Linked DNA regions of Mus musculus: all the other regions are linked to region 1. A link is a contact called in public HiCAR-type and HiChIP or PLAC-seq data. All regions are on one chromosome and are shown on one strand. The core of a region is the stretch at or near the end of the contact, and the rest is flanking DNA. Distances in the headings are between cores, read along the strand shown.

Region 1 (2,700 bases), core at 148-2,647:
AGAAACCTGGAAAAGGCTGCAGAGAGCTAGAGAGTAGCTGGCTATTACCCACCATGTACTAAAAACGGTTTGGGGTGGGGGATGGGAGGTAACAAGACTGTTTCCATATATTCTTTGACGCCAGAAACAGATACCTGTGGACATGAATTTTCCACTTTTTTACAGGGTCTTAGGCCCCTAAGGTGTGAAGCAATCAGGAATTCACCCTTGAAAGGTAAACATTGCCCACCCCTATATTAACTTCTCTCTAAAGTCTTTCTCAGGGAGAACGTAAGATGTCCGCTGGACAGTCATCAGGGTCCCAAAACTCTCCCAGATGCCAGGGGACACAATATTGCAAGTTTTTGGGGTTGACGAAGTAAAGCAAAATATGGATGATATCTTTATCCTACCAACAAAGAGAGCCCAGGGAAGCAGACAGCTGATTCGTGAAGGTTGGGGTGGGCAGTGGAGCTCCAAGAGTGCTACTGGGAATCCAACAGTGAAAGTATAATTCCAAGAGGCAAGTAACTAGCCCAGATGTGTTCCCTGTAGCGCATGGTGTGCTGATAACTGTTTCCTTATTTACCCTTCTAAGCACCCCTGGAGTCTTTTTTGCTAGTCCCGCAAGGGCAGGCTCAGCCTCTGCAAACCCTCCCACTGAGAACCAAAGCCGAATGCCGAGGCTCTCTGAGCACTAACTCCAGGAGCACCGCTCCTCGCACAGAGATCAACTGGGGTCCCTTGGTCAGCTGCACACTAGAATGGGGCAGAGGTTGCGCTCCCTGCAGGCTCCCGAGCAGCGCCACAAGACAGCCTCTCCTCTACCTCCCGCGCGGGGCAGAGGTTGGCAGTGCAGCTAGCGGGCAGGAGTAAGTGGTGGGGGGCTCAAAGAATGGGGTGGGGCGGGGGTGGGGCTGCGGGTGCTGGGCGGGGGTGCGCCACAGCGCCCCCTTGCTGTGCGAGCCCCACGGTGCCCCAGTCAGCCTTTGCTCAGTCTCTCCAGCCCCTTTGTGTGATTGTATCCACCTCCATGGCACCCACCCGGGGGTGCTGACTGGGGCACTGACGCTGCCCGGGGTCCCGCCACTACTGATCGAGCCGCATTCCCTTCTTCTGCGTTTGTCCCTCGCCTGGTTCTCGGTCCCCAACTGTACCCTCTGGGCCGCGTCCAGCCTCTGTCGGCACCCCGCCGGTCCGGGGCACTAGTGTCCTCCGATCTTGATCTCCCCTGCAACACCACACACACTCCATCACTCCCCCATCCCAGGCCTCTAACGTGGAGAAAAACTAAAAGCAAAGCAAGGCAGAGTCTCCAATAAAACGCCCAGTACCCCGAGCCCGAGCGCGAGTGCCGGGCGGCGAAGGGCGCGGGAGGCGGGGATGGGGCGGCGGGCGGGGGGGACAATGAGCGCGTGAAGTTACCTGCCCGGCGGCGGCGGGCCGACAGCGCCGGGGCCGAGCGGACCAGGCAGGCTGCGCGCTCGGTGTGGACGGGTGCGCGCCACGGCTTGGGGGGGAGAGTTGAGCGCTTTTCCACCCTCTGTTTTTTTTTTCCTCTCTCTCTCTTTTCTCTCTCTCTTTTCTTCCTCTTCTTAAACAAACCACAAACGGATGTGAGGGAAGGAAGGTGTTTCTTTTACTCCTGAGCCCAGACGCCTCTCTGTTCCGTCTGAGCTTTTTTTTTTTTTTCTGAGCACTTTTTTTTTTTTTTTTTTTTTCAAAAAGGAAAAGAAAAGGAGTTGCTTGATGTGAGAGTGAAATGGACGTAAGATTTTATCCTCCTCCAGCCCAGCCCGCTGCTGCGCCCGCCGCTCCTTGTCTGGGACCTTCTCCCTGCCTGGACCCCTACTATTGCAACAAGGTGAACACTCTGCTTTTGTCTGCACCGATTCTGGCGGCTCGATCCCGGGAGGGGGGCAGCGGTGGCTGGACCGCGATGGGGCCCGCTGGGCGGACTGGGCCGGCTCGCAGAGGCCCGTCCCGGGCGCGCTCGGTCGCAGCCCGCGGCGGCGCTGCGTGCGCTCGGGTAGTAAATATTGTGGAGCAGCTCCGGGGGTTTGCCAAACAACGCGATTGTGCGGAAAGTGACACGATTTGCTCGGATTCTTTCCTTCCTGCTGTTCGCCACTAAGGATCCCTGCTTAGGTTTGCCGGGAGACATTTAAAAAAAAAAAAAAAAAAGCGAGAGATCGAGAGAGAAAACCCACGGAATACTTTGGGGGTGTGTCTGGGGTCTGGGAACTGAGGCAGAGTAGGAGAATTCAGTTTATATTCTAGTTCCTTCTTCTCCCTCCCTTTCTTGGACAGCGGGGGCTCGTGGCATCGCTTCCTTGCTCCGGATCACTTGCCAGAGGAGCAGCTAGGAGTCGGGGTGCAGGGACCCCGGAGGATCCGGCGTTCCCACACCGTGAAAATTATTCTGTAACTCTTTTGTTTTCTGTTCCGGCCGCCGAACTGGAGTTCGGACGCTGGCCCTCGAGACCAGGACGCTGTGGGCTAGTCGCATTATGATTTGGGGGAACAGATCTCGTTTGGGGGGTGTGGGGTGTGGAAATAGCAAGTTTACAGGAAGCCAAGCTAGCGCTTTGCATTCAAGTGTAAAGCTCCGACGCTCTTTGCCTGGCTGAAGCAGGGTCCCTGGCTGGGCTACATCATAGTCTGCTGACTTGGGCCACACAGGACAGCGGAAAGGTATTTAATGCTGGTGATCCAGAATGA
Region 2 (2,700 bases), core at 81-2,580, 610 kb before region 1:
AGTTTAGGGAGAAACGATCCAATCAGTTGGCGATAAGAATTCCTTCTCCCAGCTTTTCTCATCTATGCTTATTCAAAATTTTTTCTTTCCAGTATAGTCTTTAGTTTTTATTGTATATTGAATAGTATGTTCCAAATTTTAGAGGAGCAATTTTAAATATTAACTGTGTTTAAAGAAAAACACTGAAAAATAAAACTTCTGATTTGGTGATGTTTCTGACTCTTAAAAAAAAATCACAAAATTTTCTTCTGTGTCAACTGCTAACGAATCTGTGTCCCCTCATCCTCGGCATCTGCTGATGGCCTTGTTGACTGTTTAACGCTGAGCTAGTCTGTATAACTTAAAGAAATCTCATTAGGTCATGACGTATGATTGTTTGTCTACGTTGCTAAACTGGATTTGCTGATTCTGTATTGTGCAGTTTGTGATTAATTTGGTGGCAGCTTTCTTTTTGTCTGATTATAATATTGATTCCATGAAGTTTACCAGCACTATTATTTCTACATATTAATATAAGAGGTTTGTAAAATTGATGTTAATATTTAAATGCCTGGAAAAATTCTGTAGGAGTATCATTTACTACGAAAGATTTCTAAGAGCTCGATTTTAAATATAAATTCAATTTTGAAATAACAAGCTATTCAGGTTACCTCTTTCATCTTGGCTGAATTTCTATGCCCTGTTCTTCTTAGGAACTTGGTACATTTATTTTAAATTGTTGCACTTATTATTATACAGCATTTCATCATATCTAGTGATCATTTCTTTAATAGCTGAATAATCCATAGTATATCCTCTGCTCTTTCTTCAAACTGGAACTTCATACCTTCTGTCTTAATGTTTCATCAGTCTTGCTAGAGGCTTCTCAATTTTATTGGCTTTTCTGAAGAAGCAGGTTTTTGTTTCATTACATTTTTCATTGTTTTAAATGCCATTGATGTTTTCCTTTTTACCACATTTCCTTCTTTCTGCTCACTCAGCCTGGTTAGCTCTACTTACTCTAGTGTATTGATGTAGGAACTAGAATTTTTGTTTTGAGGTCTCTCTTCTGTATAGCTTAGTACTTCAAAGCTGTTTTCTACTATCCTGTTGGGTGTATATGACATAGTTTAGAATATTTCCATTTTTAAGTTTTTAAATTTGCTTTTAGTAAATACTGAGCTATTTTTCTTTGACCACATATTGTTTAGCTGATTTCTGTTCCATTTCCCATTGTTTTATGATTGTTTGGAAGGTTTATTCACAGATAAAGAACACAGTACAGTGGTGACAGCATCTTCTTCCCCTTGCTGCCTTCCTTCTCATTTTACTACTAAGGCAGGAGGATCCTCTGCTTATCTCTAGATACTAACTGTGGTTTTGAAGCACACCTGATTGCCAGGCAAGGACTAGATGTTCAGTTGTCTTTTTGTGCACATTGAGAGCATGTTGAGGAAGGAAGGGTGATCCTTTGTGTCCAGTCCAGACAGGTGATTTAGCACAGAGTTCTAGAGGAGCCTATCAGCTGCTTCCTTCTGTCCTGGTGGTAGGCTGGAAGACTTCCTTCCAAATTCCAGATCAATTTTCCTGAACCCCTGATAATGATGTGTGTGTGTGTGCTGGTTAAGGATGAGGTAGAGAGAGGGGACCTTTGTCTTGGCTTTTGATAGAAAGTGGTATGGCTGTGGCTAAAACCAAGAATTTCTGGTTTTAGGCTACATGTTAGTGAGTCTCATGGCTTCTGGACAATGGCTTTTCTTTGAATATTTTTTCACTGGTAATGTACATAGCTCAGAGATATACATAGAAGGGACTACTAAAACACAGGGATAGGCATAGGTTTTACTGGCTTGGGGTTTCCCAAGTCTTGATGTCCTTAGGCAGCCACTACTCTTTCTCCAACTTCCATAAGAAGTTTAGAAATTCCTTGTTGTATTTCTTTGTTGAGGTTTCCCCCAGGGCTTCAAAAATTAAATGAAACAGTGATTTTCAGCTCCATTTTGGTGGAACTGAGAGTCTCTGTAATTAATTTTGAACATATTTACACTTGATTAAATGGGAATTCTTTCTATAATTTCATATAGAATTACTGGTAGCAGAAAATGCATGAATAGGAATAAAGGATTAGAAACAGAAGAAAATACTACACTTGGACAGAAAAAGAAAGGCAGGAGAGTTTAAAAGAGAGGAAAAGGGGCAGAGAAGGTTAACCTCTCTGGTCCTATTTGCTTATCCTCTACCGATTTCAAAGAAAGGCCTAACTTCAAGACTGGCATTCACTCAGCCCCTGGGGGAGAAAATGTGAGATCTTAAAATGCCTTTCTCAATATGAATGTTTACATCAAACTCAGGGCTTTCACGTGTTAGAAAAGCAGTCTGTCATTGATTGTTACAACACTGTAAATGGTTTTTTATGCTGCATGCTTGGGCCTTCACGTTGTACCCGTTTGAACAGATAAGAGTATCTTGGCAGTGTGATTTATTGCTAATGTCACTTTGAGTTGAGAAGGACAGTGCTGTAATCTAACTGGCTGAGGTGGCATAGTTCTGCATACCTGTATGTGTTTCCCTGATAAAAACAATGGATCCCAAATCATCTGCGGTTGGTTGCAGGTGCTATTCTATGTTGCTTCAGGAAGATTTACAAGTATCCCTGATCCCTTCCTGGGAGACATACCTGAAACTTGGTACCTGCTTCCGTGAACTCTGTCCTACACTACC
Region 3 (2,700 bases), core at 109-2,608, 540 kb before region 1:
CCACCCTGCTCCCCACTCCTGCTTCCTGGCCCTGGCATTCCCCTGTACTGGAGCATATAATCTTTGCAAGAACAAGTGCCTCATTTACTAGTTTTAAGGACAATTTCCCTTCTAAGATGGAAAAGCAGACAAAACAAGAAGAATAACACTGTTTAGATGGAAGAGCTTACTATCATAAAAACATAATAGAATTTATTGTGGTTTTCACTAAAATAATTACAACTCTTTCATTACTAGGAAACGCATTAACAGAATACAACACATTTCAGTCATTCTTTTTTTTAACAATTTTTTTATTAGATATTTTCTTCATTTACATTTCAAATGCTATCCTGAAAGTCCCCTATACCCTCCCCCCACCCTGGTCCCCAACCCACCCACTCCCTCTTTTTGGCCCTGGAAAACATTCCATCCATTCTCTACCCACTCAAGTGTCATAAGAACAGCTGCAGACAGGGGCTTGACTAGTTTATTGTTTGTTTTAGGACTAAAAGGGGCTTTGATTGTTACTATTTGTAAGATAGTTGAAAAAGTAGTTTGGCAGAGTAAATGTCCTCCTTGCGTTGTACTCTGAGACAAAGTAGTGTCCTTTTAGGGATTTATAAGACCTATTTATGAGACTGAAATATTGTATGAGATATCAATGATACACTGTAATCAGGAAAAGTCGAGTGCTTTCTTGTTTAATTGAAAATATTATAATTTTCAAAGACCAAAAAATTATAATTATAATCATCAACTAAAATATAGCTAATTTAGTGGTCACAGAGAATTCTGGATTTTAAAATCTATCATGAAATTATTAATATTGGGTTTGTTATAGGTGTCTACTAACATTTTAATTTAAATTAATAAATATAAGTCTATTTATCAACTAATGAATAGAATTAAATCTTTAAAATAAAATGGATACAAGAAAGTTAAAGGAACTCTTCTGACTTTTTGGGTTGTGTCTGTCTCCTTTTGATTTTCTGTTACTAAAATCATTCTCAGGGCTTTATTTGTGAAGTATTCTACTACTGAGTTGCCTCCCCTGCTCCACATAGAAGGTACTTCTTATTCCGGGGAGTTGTACATATTCTTTACCTTCTTCCTTTTGAGACAGGCTGGCCCTGAGATATGCTTGGCTCAGTCTTCCAGAGTGTGCACCATCAGGCCTGCCTCAGACACAGTGTGAGTGAAGACAGTGAAAGTCATTTCACCTGCAGGGAGTTGTGAAAGTGAGTAGAATAGTTTGTGTACAGGAGACATTTGTATTCTCCAGTTAAATCAGTTTGTGATTTAGAGGCTGCTGTTGAGTCAGGCATGGCTTTGATGAGTTCTTAAACCACACTCTGAGGTGAGGTGTGGCTTTGGTAGGCGTGCAGGTTTGCTTGCTTGAATCCCCTTTGTCAAAAAGCAGAGAAGCCATTTGCGCTGAGGCGGTGGAGCTACTGTTGCTGCTTCTCGCTTAACAGTCTGCTGTGAGCCACTGTGCATTGGCTTTTTTATAAAATCACATTTTAACTGTGTGTATCACAGTAAAATCAGGGAATAGCTATACTAATGAATCTACATAAATATTACTAGGCTAGTCCTACTGCTCTAATGGGCTGGTTATAACTCAATAAACATTTGCTGAACAATGGTGGATAATGCTAGCAATATGTCACTTTTCTTCCATCTCTCTATAACTTTTAGAATCCATTATCATTGAACATGATTGGAATAAACTAAGTGATAGTGTAGATTTTCTGTTCTTTTATCTAAATCCTGTATATTTGTGTTAGACTTGCATTTGTGGTGCAAATATTTTAGTATTTGATGTTTCTCAGCTGTGACTTGAATACATATGAGCAAATCCTCTTGAGGCAGCATGCAGTATATGAATCAATTCCAGGGCCCTGACCCTTAGTAATACAGTTTACACAAACACCACCTTCCATATTCTCACGTCTACGTGTTACTGAGATCTTATGAATTCTTATGCACTTCTAAGAAAGGAAAGGGGAACCTTGTGGAAAAGCTTGATTTAAAAGAAGGGATCATATGATGGAAAGGTATTTCCCAATATGTGAGAGATAGCACTACTGTATCAGGACAAGTTCCAATAGGGCCATAAAATGGCCCCCATTATAATTTTTCCCAGACTCATTTGGAAAAAACGTGTTATTACAATGATATCACCAAGAGCTTTTCATATTTTTGTATCTACACTTTAAATAGAACCTTCCACATTTAAAAGTGAAAAACCCCTTTTTGCCTATAATATTCTTTTGGCCATTTTGTGACCTTGTAACTCACCAATAACAAAATCAATGGTCACACAAAGAATTCTGTTTTCCTTTTGACACAAACTATAAGAAGTAGGTTGTGATTATCTTTATTGAACAAGTAAGCATGCCACAGTTTGAAAAAAGATTAGATGATTCCTAGAGAAAAAAGTATAATAAGGCCAAAATTCCACACTTGTCCACAAAAACTCTTGTATTTACCCATGCCACAACAGCGCTAAATATTTATATTTTCATGTAGTAAATAACTAGCATAAATTATAAATATCCAATATAGAATCAACACCAGTATTTGGAGGATTAATCTTGCCCAAACAATGATGCTTGATGGGACACTACATTGTTACAGCATGGCATGTGGCATTGATGCTTTTGAGTGAAATAAAGCCATAACTCTGTCTTCCCTCCCTCTTTCCCTCCACCTCAA
Region 4 (2,700 bases), core at 146-2,645, 630 kb after region 1:
AATCATGCCTTCCTCAGTGTTAAACTGAGGGAAACATATTTACATGTCTGACCATAGAGGCACTATCTGAACCAGTACCTAAGACCGTAAAAGAACTGGCCTGCCAGAGGAAATATGGCTGGCTGGTGGGCACAACCAAAGCCTATGCCAAGCACAGGGGAGGTTTTATACTGTATGCTCTACATTTTAAATGCTTAAAATTTTGAGCCATATGTTTACTAATTACATCCTTAAAAGCTAAAATTTTCAGTAAGTGTTGCAACATTTGGCAATTAATAAGTACAAGGAGAACGATTATTAAATGTATAAGTATTTTAAAGTGTGTGGGTGTCTTTTACAGTCTCTGGATGTTTACTACCTAAGAGAAAGTGGCAAAAATGGGGGGAAGTCGGTGAGCCGTGCTCATTTTAAAGGGCTGCTTAATTCAAAAGTGCATCAAAATCTTAATCAGCCCTTTCTTGTTCATGATTTTTAAATCCTCTTTAATAGATCCAGCACAGCTAAAATCTGCTTCCAAAGTTAAGTGACTCTGGCTATAATGGAGTAATTGTTTACTGAGCCTTCTCGTCATTCCATTTCCTTATTTCCTGGTGCAAGTCATCTGATCAGTAATACTTACGTACCACTTAAGACCTACCAGTTTAAGGACCTAAGTTGTTAACAGGATGAAAAGGCATATTTTCTGCTTTGTCCTATCCTCACATCGGGAAAATGAGAGTACAAATCTGCTGAACTATATCACCTTGACATTTCAAAAGTAAGACAATTGACCAGGGCAGCAGCTATTTTCAATATAACTTTCGTTCTTAAACATTTGTTCTCGGTGTAAAGCGTGCGTGTTAAGAATTTAAAACTCTACACTTTCTAAGTAATTTACCTAATGGAAAACAAAACAAAACAAGAAAAAAAAAAGCTATGTGTCGAAGATAGGACGAATACAACAAACGATCCCACACACTCCACGGCTCCATAACTGCACTTCTGAAACTGGAAACTTTCCACGTCTGTACGCCTCCCTCCGCCCCGTATTAGAAGGAAATCCTCCAAGGAGATCTGAGTCACCAGACCTCCGGAGACCGTTCCTGGTGCACACACCCCGCTGCAAGCCCTGGCCCTCCCTGCCCCCTTCCAGAGCAGCGGCTCCGCAGCTAACCGTTGTCACCTCCGGTCCGTCGCGCCCTGCCAGCCGTCCGGAAGCCGCTGAGGACGCCACCGAGTGCGGGCGAGGACCCGGCCAGACCCACCCGGGGCCCGAAGCAGAGCGCCGGACCAGCTCCGAGACCTGCCGGGGCCCGGGACCCCCGCGGCCACTCACCTGCCCCGAGGACCGCGCCGCTCCTGCTGCCCGCTCCAGCTCCACACAACCGAACCTCGGGGCCCGCCCTGCGCGTCATCACCGCCCCCGCCTTCCGCCGCGCAGGCGCAGGCGCACGCGCCGTCCCCATGACAACGCGGCACAGCCCGAGCGACCACCAGCCCACCCTCCCTCTACGAAATCCTCCCAACTCCCGGCTCCAGCCTCGGTTCCCTGGCAGCCCCCGCCGCCTTTTACTACCCTTTGTTCCCAGAACGAATGCTCATTGGCTGCTGACTGTTACTCTCGGTGTTGAACACACACACACACACACACACACACCCTGAAATAAATAAAACCCACATTCTAATCTTAAAAACACGGACTATGTGCTTTCTGAGAGTTGATGGTGCTGATAGGGGAATCCAGATGTTTGGGGTGTACATGAATATGTGAAACTGACAATATCTACACCAGTCCATGGCTGAGGCCATTTCCTAGTAACAGTATATGACATCATTGGCATGCAAGCAATTGTCTATCTAAATTATTCATCATCACAGTCATTTGAAATTTTATCTCTGGTAAAACAATAAGCATTACATGACAAGAGGAATGAAAATGTGATGCTCCAGGGAGAATATGGCTTAACTGATGAACAACTTGTAAAACGAGTTACGGGATGGAAAAGGAAGAAATACAGTTCTATTCACAGCTGGCAAGATTATCTATGTAAACAAAGAGAAAATAAACACCAGTAAGCAGAATAAGCAGCTACAGCAAGGTTGCTACGATACACGGTTAATATACACACGAGTCAATTACTTTCCTATCTGCACGAAATGAGCAATTGGAATTGAATATTAAAAATATATCAAGATAAAATACTTAGCTACAAGCCTAGTTGAATGAATATCTGTGTGAAGGAAAACTCCTAATTAGAATTTCATGCTGTGGAAATAAATAGGTTGGAATGTCGAAAGTCCAGAGGAAGATCACCATATCTTGGGCTAAATCCTGGCCCTCCAGAACAGCCATTCCTTGTTTCCCTGTGTCTAAACTAACATCTTGTGACAATAAACAACAGGTCTTTAGAATCTATTGAATTAGCAGGCAACTAGCTTCTACCAATCCAAATGCTTAGAATGCCACCAGAAAACACCTTGCGTCTTACAGAAAGGTTCCCTGAACCTCACCCCCACTGCCTTGTCCTGCCTCTCTGAAGTAAGCGCCTATGTATTGTAAGCTTGCCTTGACTGATGACTTCCTCTGTCCTGTAAAATGGTGCACGCCTTTAATCCCAGCACTTGGGAGGCAGAAGCAGGCAGATTTCTGAGTTCGAGGCCAGCCTGGTCTACAGAGTGAGTTCCAGGACAGCCAGGGCTACACAAAGAAACCCTGTCTCA
Region 5 (2,700 bases), core at 164-2,663, 590 kb before region 1:
TACCAGTGTTATTATGTGTCCCTGGATATTTATATTTTATAGAAACCATTTGTATATGTTGGAGTCTAGAGTATGGCCAGAAGTAACTTTTTATGTTCAATCAACTCCACCGTGACTCAAGTCAGATACTCAGATTTGACAAGGTAGACAAATGTTACAGATATGACTTACTTAAGCAAGCAACTTGAAAACAAAGAAAGAGACATTCCAGGAATGAGAATCTACACTGCAGTTGATAAGAGATGATTCCACAGGTTAATTATGTAGCTCCGGACACAGATTTCCACAGCAACATCTCAGTGGCAGCTGCCTCTGATTCTCAGTGAGAACCTGACAGAAATGTCTTCCTATGATCTTAATACTTTGTTCCTTTCTGAGGTGGCAGCAGGGATCCTGGCCTAATATCTAGACAAATGGGCTTTTGTGAAGCTTTTCGCACTCTGTAAAACACGCATTGTTCTGTGGATCAAAGCATGGTTTTAAACTGCACAAATATTTTAGCAGAATCAGTATGCTTACTAAGTGGAATACTGAAAAACATTAATTTTGTCTATCGTTAATATAATTCCATGAAGAAGGAAAGCAGGAAGGATGGAGTCCAGGGAGCTGCATCTTTAAGGAAGAGAGTAAGAGGCAGACTGAGACATCATTTTAAAGTACTGTTTTGTTTTAGGTGCTAGAGAGCTGAAAACAGTCTTCTTGTCTCGCAGAAGGCTGAAGAACGTTCACCTATGCGGAGCCTGTCAGGAGAATATCTGCATGCCCTGCGGAGTTTCAAGAGAGATGGGACTAAGGGTGAATAAGAAGACACTGAGAGGCGTGTGACACTTGAAAGGTCTGACAGTCTGCGGCTGATTGCTGATAGTGTTAGAATAGACTTATTATCAGCTTCTATGCACCTTATCAGAATGAACGTGCCTCTTTGAAAATTAAAGTATATGAAAAGGGACATCTTGTATTTCACTTTTTGATAGTTTTCCCTAAAATGCACCTTAAAAAAAGGGGGGGGGGAGGAGCAACTCTTTATCATTTAAAGTACCTTTTCTACTAGATTAAGTTTCTTTTTCCTCTTCACACAAGGGGAGAATGAAAGCCCATGGAATATCCAGGGGTAGTGTCAAAGGCACATTGCTGGTATTATTTAACACCAGAGTAGGGGAATCAGACCAAAGGTTTCTAGGTTTGAGAAGAGGAGTTTCACAAACCAGAAGGAAAAACGCAAGCAGCAGGGAGTTTTAAAGCTGTCTTTGTTTGTTCCTTTGTTAATATCTTGCTCTGCTAGGTTTACAAATCCTAAATAAATAGAAATTAGTGCTCCTTCCTTTGCAGTCCATTTGCTTTAGATGTTTGCCTTAAGGGACATTTGTGTATTCTGCTAATGGCTGCAGCAGAGTGCTGTCTCATTTTCATTCTGGCAAAAAAAAAGGCCGTCACCATGGTTACAGTTTCATTTGCTAGAGAGAAACTGATGGCTGTTAGCGATCCCATCATAAGCAACTTCTGTCAGATTTCTTATCAAGTCGACATATTTTGACAAAGTGAAAGATAACACTGTAATAAGAGAACTGAGTTGCGACTCTATGCAATGAACCATTTAGCATTAAATGAAATGTGAAACCACATTTTAAAAACTGAAGGTGGGGAGAAAAGTAATATTTATAATTTACACGCACACACACAAGAAATCTTCCGTCGCACAGTAATGATGGCTCCTCTTCTTTTCATTGTCCCAGTAACCCCAGCAGGATAATATCTACCGAGGATCTTAGGAACCATCATGGAGGAGGCTGCTCGGAGCTTACTCGGGAGATTATTAAGCTTTTGCTTTCTCCATTTACCTTACTGGGGCCCAGGTCTTTGACACAAGACAAACTCCAAAGGTAGTAAGTCAGAATTCTGTGATCAAAGACCTTGTAAAACATTTAACAGACTGTTTTGTTCTACTGAGGGTTCAGTCTAATCCCCAAATAGACCAGTGAGATCATCGAAAACACCTTGTTTACAGTCATGTGATGTTCCAAAGATGGCCTCAAAATCAGTAACTAGAACCATGCTTACATTTCCCATGACGATGTTGGTCCAACACCAAAATTAATCAGCAGATGATGAAGGCTAGACAGTCAAGGTTAGAAGAACAAGGTCAAGGCCAATAAACAAAGGTGCTGAAGCATTATCTATGGAACTACAGACTAGGCAGCTGCTGACTTGAAGAATGTCATTATTAAAGTTAAAAGGAGAGGCTAATTAGGAAATTGCCCAAAGAAGAGTATTCAATGTTCTCTGTATGTGGGTTTTTAACAGCTCCATCTAGTCTTGCCTTGTAAAGTAATTCAAACAGAGGTGAACACAATAAATACTTCATATTAAAGGAAAAAGAAATGGTGAGCTTCTTACATGCAAAACATAGGGGTAAAGTGAGCCAATGATTGCCAGTCCTCATGGGAATGAGGTGGACGCTGTTCAGCAAGGTGGCGTGCAGAAGAAGTCTCAGAACCTTAGTGTATGGGCAAGAAGAGAGGGAACTGATCTCCTTCTGATACTTTTCTACCCCTTCTGGCATAAATAAATTTGTAAAAATTAGGGGATGTGGTTTTGAAGTTGATTGGCTCAGTATTTAGTGTTATAGGAGAGCCACTGTAGTATATTGATTTCACTTTGTAATTTGTTTTGTCTTTACCAGTGGGGACACTTATGTGACTG

What was found. HiCAR-type assays count read pairs that join an accessible place to other places. HiChIP or PLAC-seq counts read pairs in DNA pulled down with a chosen protein or histone mark.
Region 2: an H3K4me3 HiChIP or PLAC-seq map of the SCID.adh cell line shows a contact between it and region 1, with 4 times the contacts expected there. The contact joins the enhancer-like site here to the promoter of Tox in region 1. A contact is called at or near these places in 13 of 39 promoter capture datasets (the 3T3-L1 cell line, the C10 cell line, the HPC-7 cell line and 9 more), 4 of 484 Hi-C or Micro-C datasets (CD4 T cells, cerebellar granule neurons, cerebral cortex and 1 more), 14 of 115 datasets of contacts at active chromatin or transcription factors (the SCID.adh cell line, SST interneurons, T-cell acute lymphoblastic leukemia and 11 more) and 4 of 9 other capture datasets (adipose tissue, embryonic stem cells, liver and 1 more).
Region 3: an H3K27ac HiChIP or PLAC-seq map of thymic regulatory T cells shows a contact between it and region 1, with 13 times the contacts expected there. The contact joins the enhancer-like site here to the promoter of Tox in region 1. A contact is called at or near these places in 8 of 39 promoter capture datasets (HPC-7-derived erythroid cells, cranial neural crest, embryonic stem cells and 4 more), 9 of 115 datasets of contacts at active chromatin or transcription factors (DN3 thymocytes, SST interneurons, acute myeloid leukemia and 6 more) and 1 of 9 other capture datasets (liver).
Region 4: a HiCAR-type map of astrocytes shows a contact between it and region 1, with 2.2 times the contacts expected there. The contact joins the promoter of Sdcbp here to the promoter of Tox in region 1. A contact is called at or near these places in 2 of 115 datasets of contacts at active chromatin or transcription factors (astrocytes and memory CD8 T cells) and 1 of 9 other capture datasets (adipose tissue).
Region 5: a contact with region 1 is called in an H3K4me3 HiChIP or PLAC-seq map of forebrain, with 9 times the contacts expected there. The contact joins the enhancer-like site here to the promoter of Tox in region 1. A contact is called at or near these places in 11 of 39 promoter capture datasets (the 3T3-L1 cell line, the C10 cell line, the HPC-7 cell line and 8 more), 7 of 484 Hi-C or Micro-C datasets (CD4 T cells, cerebellar granule neurons, cerebral cortex and 3 more), 15 of 115 datasets of contacts at active chromatin or transcription factors (the SCID.adh cell line, SST interneurons, T-cell acute lymphoblastic leukemia and 12 more) and 3 of 9 other capture datasets (adipose tissue, liver and pancreatic islet).

Annotation. Positions count from the first base shown.
Region 1 is chr4:6,989,533-6,992,232 of GRCm38.p6, reverse strand. It overlaps Tox (thymocyte selection-associated high mobility group box), which reads left to right and starts at 1,397. Exons shown (of 9, transcript NM_145711.5): 1 at 1,397-1,843. The coding sequence starts at 1,742.
Region 2 is chr4:7,601,776-7,604,475 of GRCm38.p6, reverse strand. All of the region lies in intron 3 of Gm33752 (a long non-coding RNA gene), which reads left to right. Among named protein-coding and RNA genes, the nearest start is that of 8430436N08Rik, 42 kb to the right of the region's middle. Within about 2 kb of position 1,330, at least 7 of the 459 cell types and tissues checked have an H3K27ac peak or open chromatin away from gene starts, as enhancers often do. A contact at or near this core is called in the SCID.adh cell line, double positive thymocytes and regulatory T cell precursor, where this site is marked.
Region 3 is chr4:7,533,154-7,535,853 of GRCm38.p6, reverse strand. No RefSeq gene overlaps it. Among named protein-coding and RNA genes, the nearest start is that of 8430436N08Rik, 26 kb to the left of the region's middle. Within about 2 kb of position 1,358, at least 10 of the 459 cell types and tissues checked have an H3K27ac peak or open chromatin away from gene starts, as enhancers often do. A contact at or near this core is called in thymic regulatory T cells, where this site is marked.
Region 4 is chr4:6,364,375-6,367,074 of GRCm38.p6, reverse strand. It overlaps Sdcbp (syndecan binding protein), which reads right to left and starts at 1,395. Exons shown (of 9, transcript NM_001098227.1): 1 at 1,316-1,395.
Region 5 is chr4:7,579,799-7,582,498 of GRCm38.p6, reverse strand. It overlaps Gm33752 (a long non-coding RNA gene), which reads left to right. Exons shown (of 4, transcript XR_390374.3): 4 at 674-909. Among named protein-coding and RNA genes, the nearest start is that of 8430436N08Rik, 20 kb to the right of the region's middle. Within about 2 kb of position 1,413, at least 42 of the 459 cell types and tissues checked have an H3K27ac peak or open chromatin away from gene starts, as enhancers often do. A contact at or near this core is called in SST interneurons, cortical neurons, embryonic basal ganglia and 5 more, where this site is marked.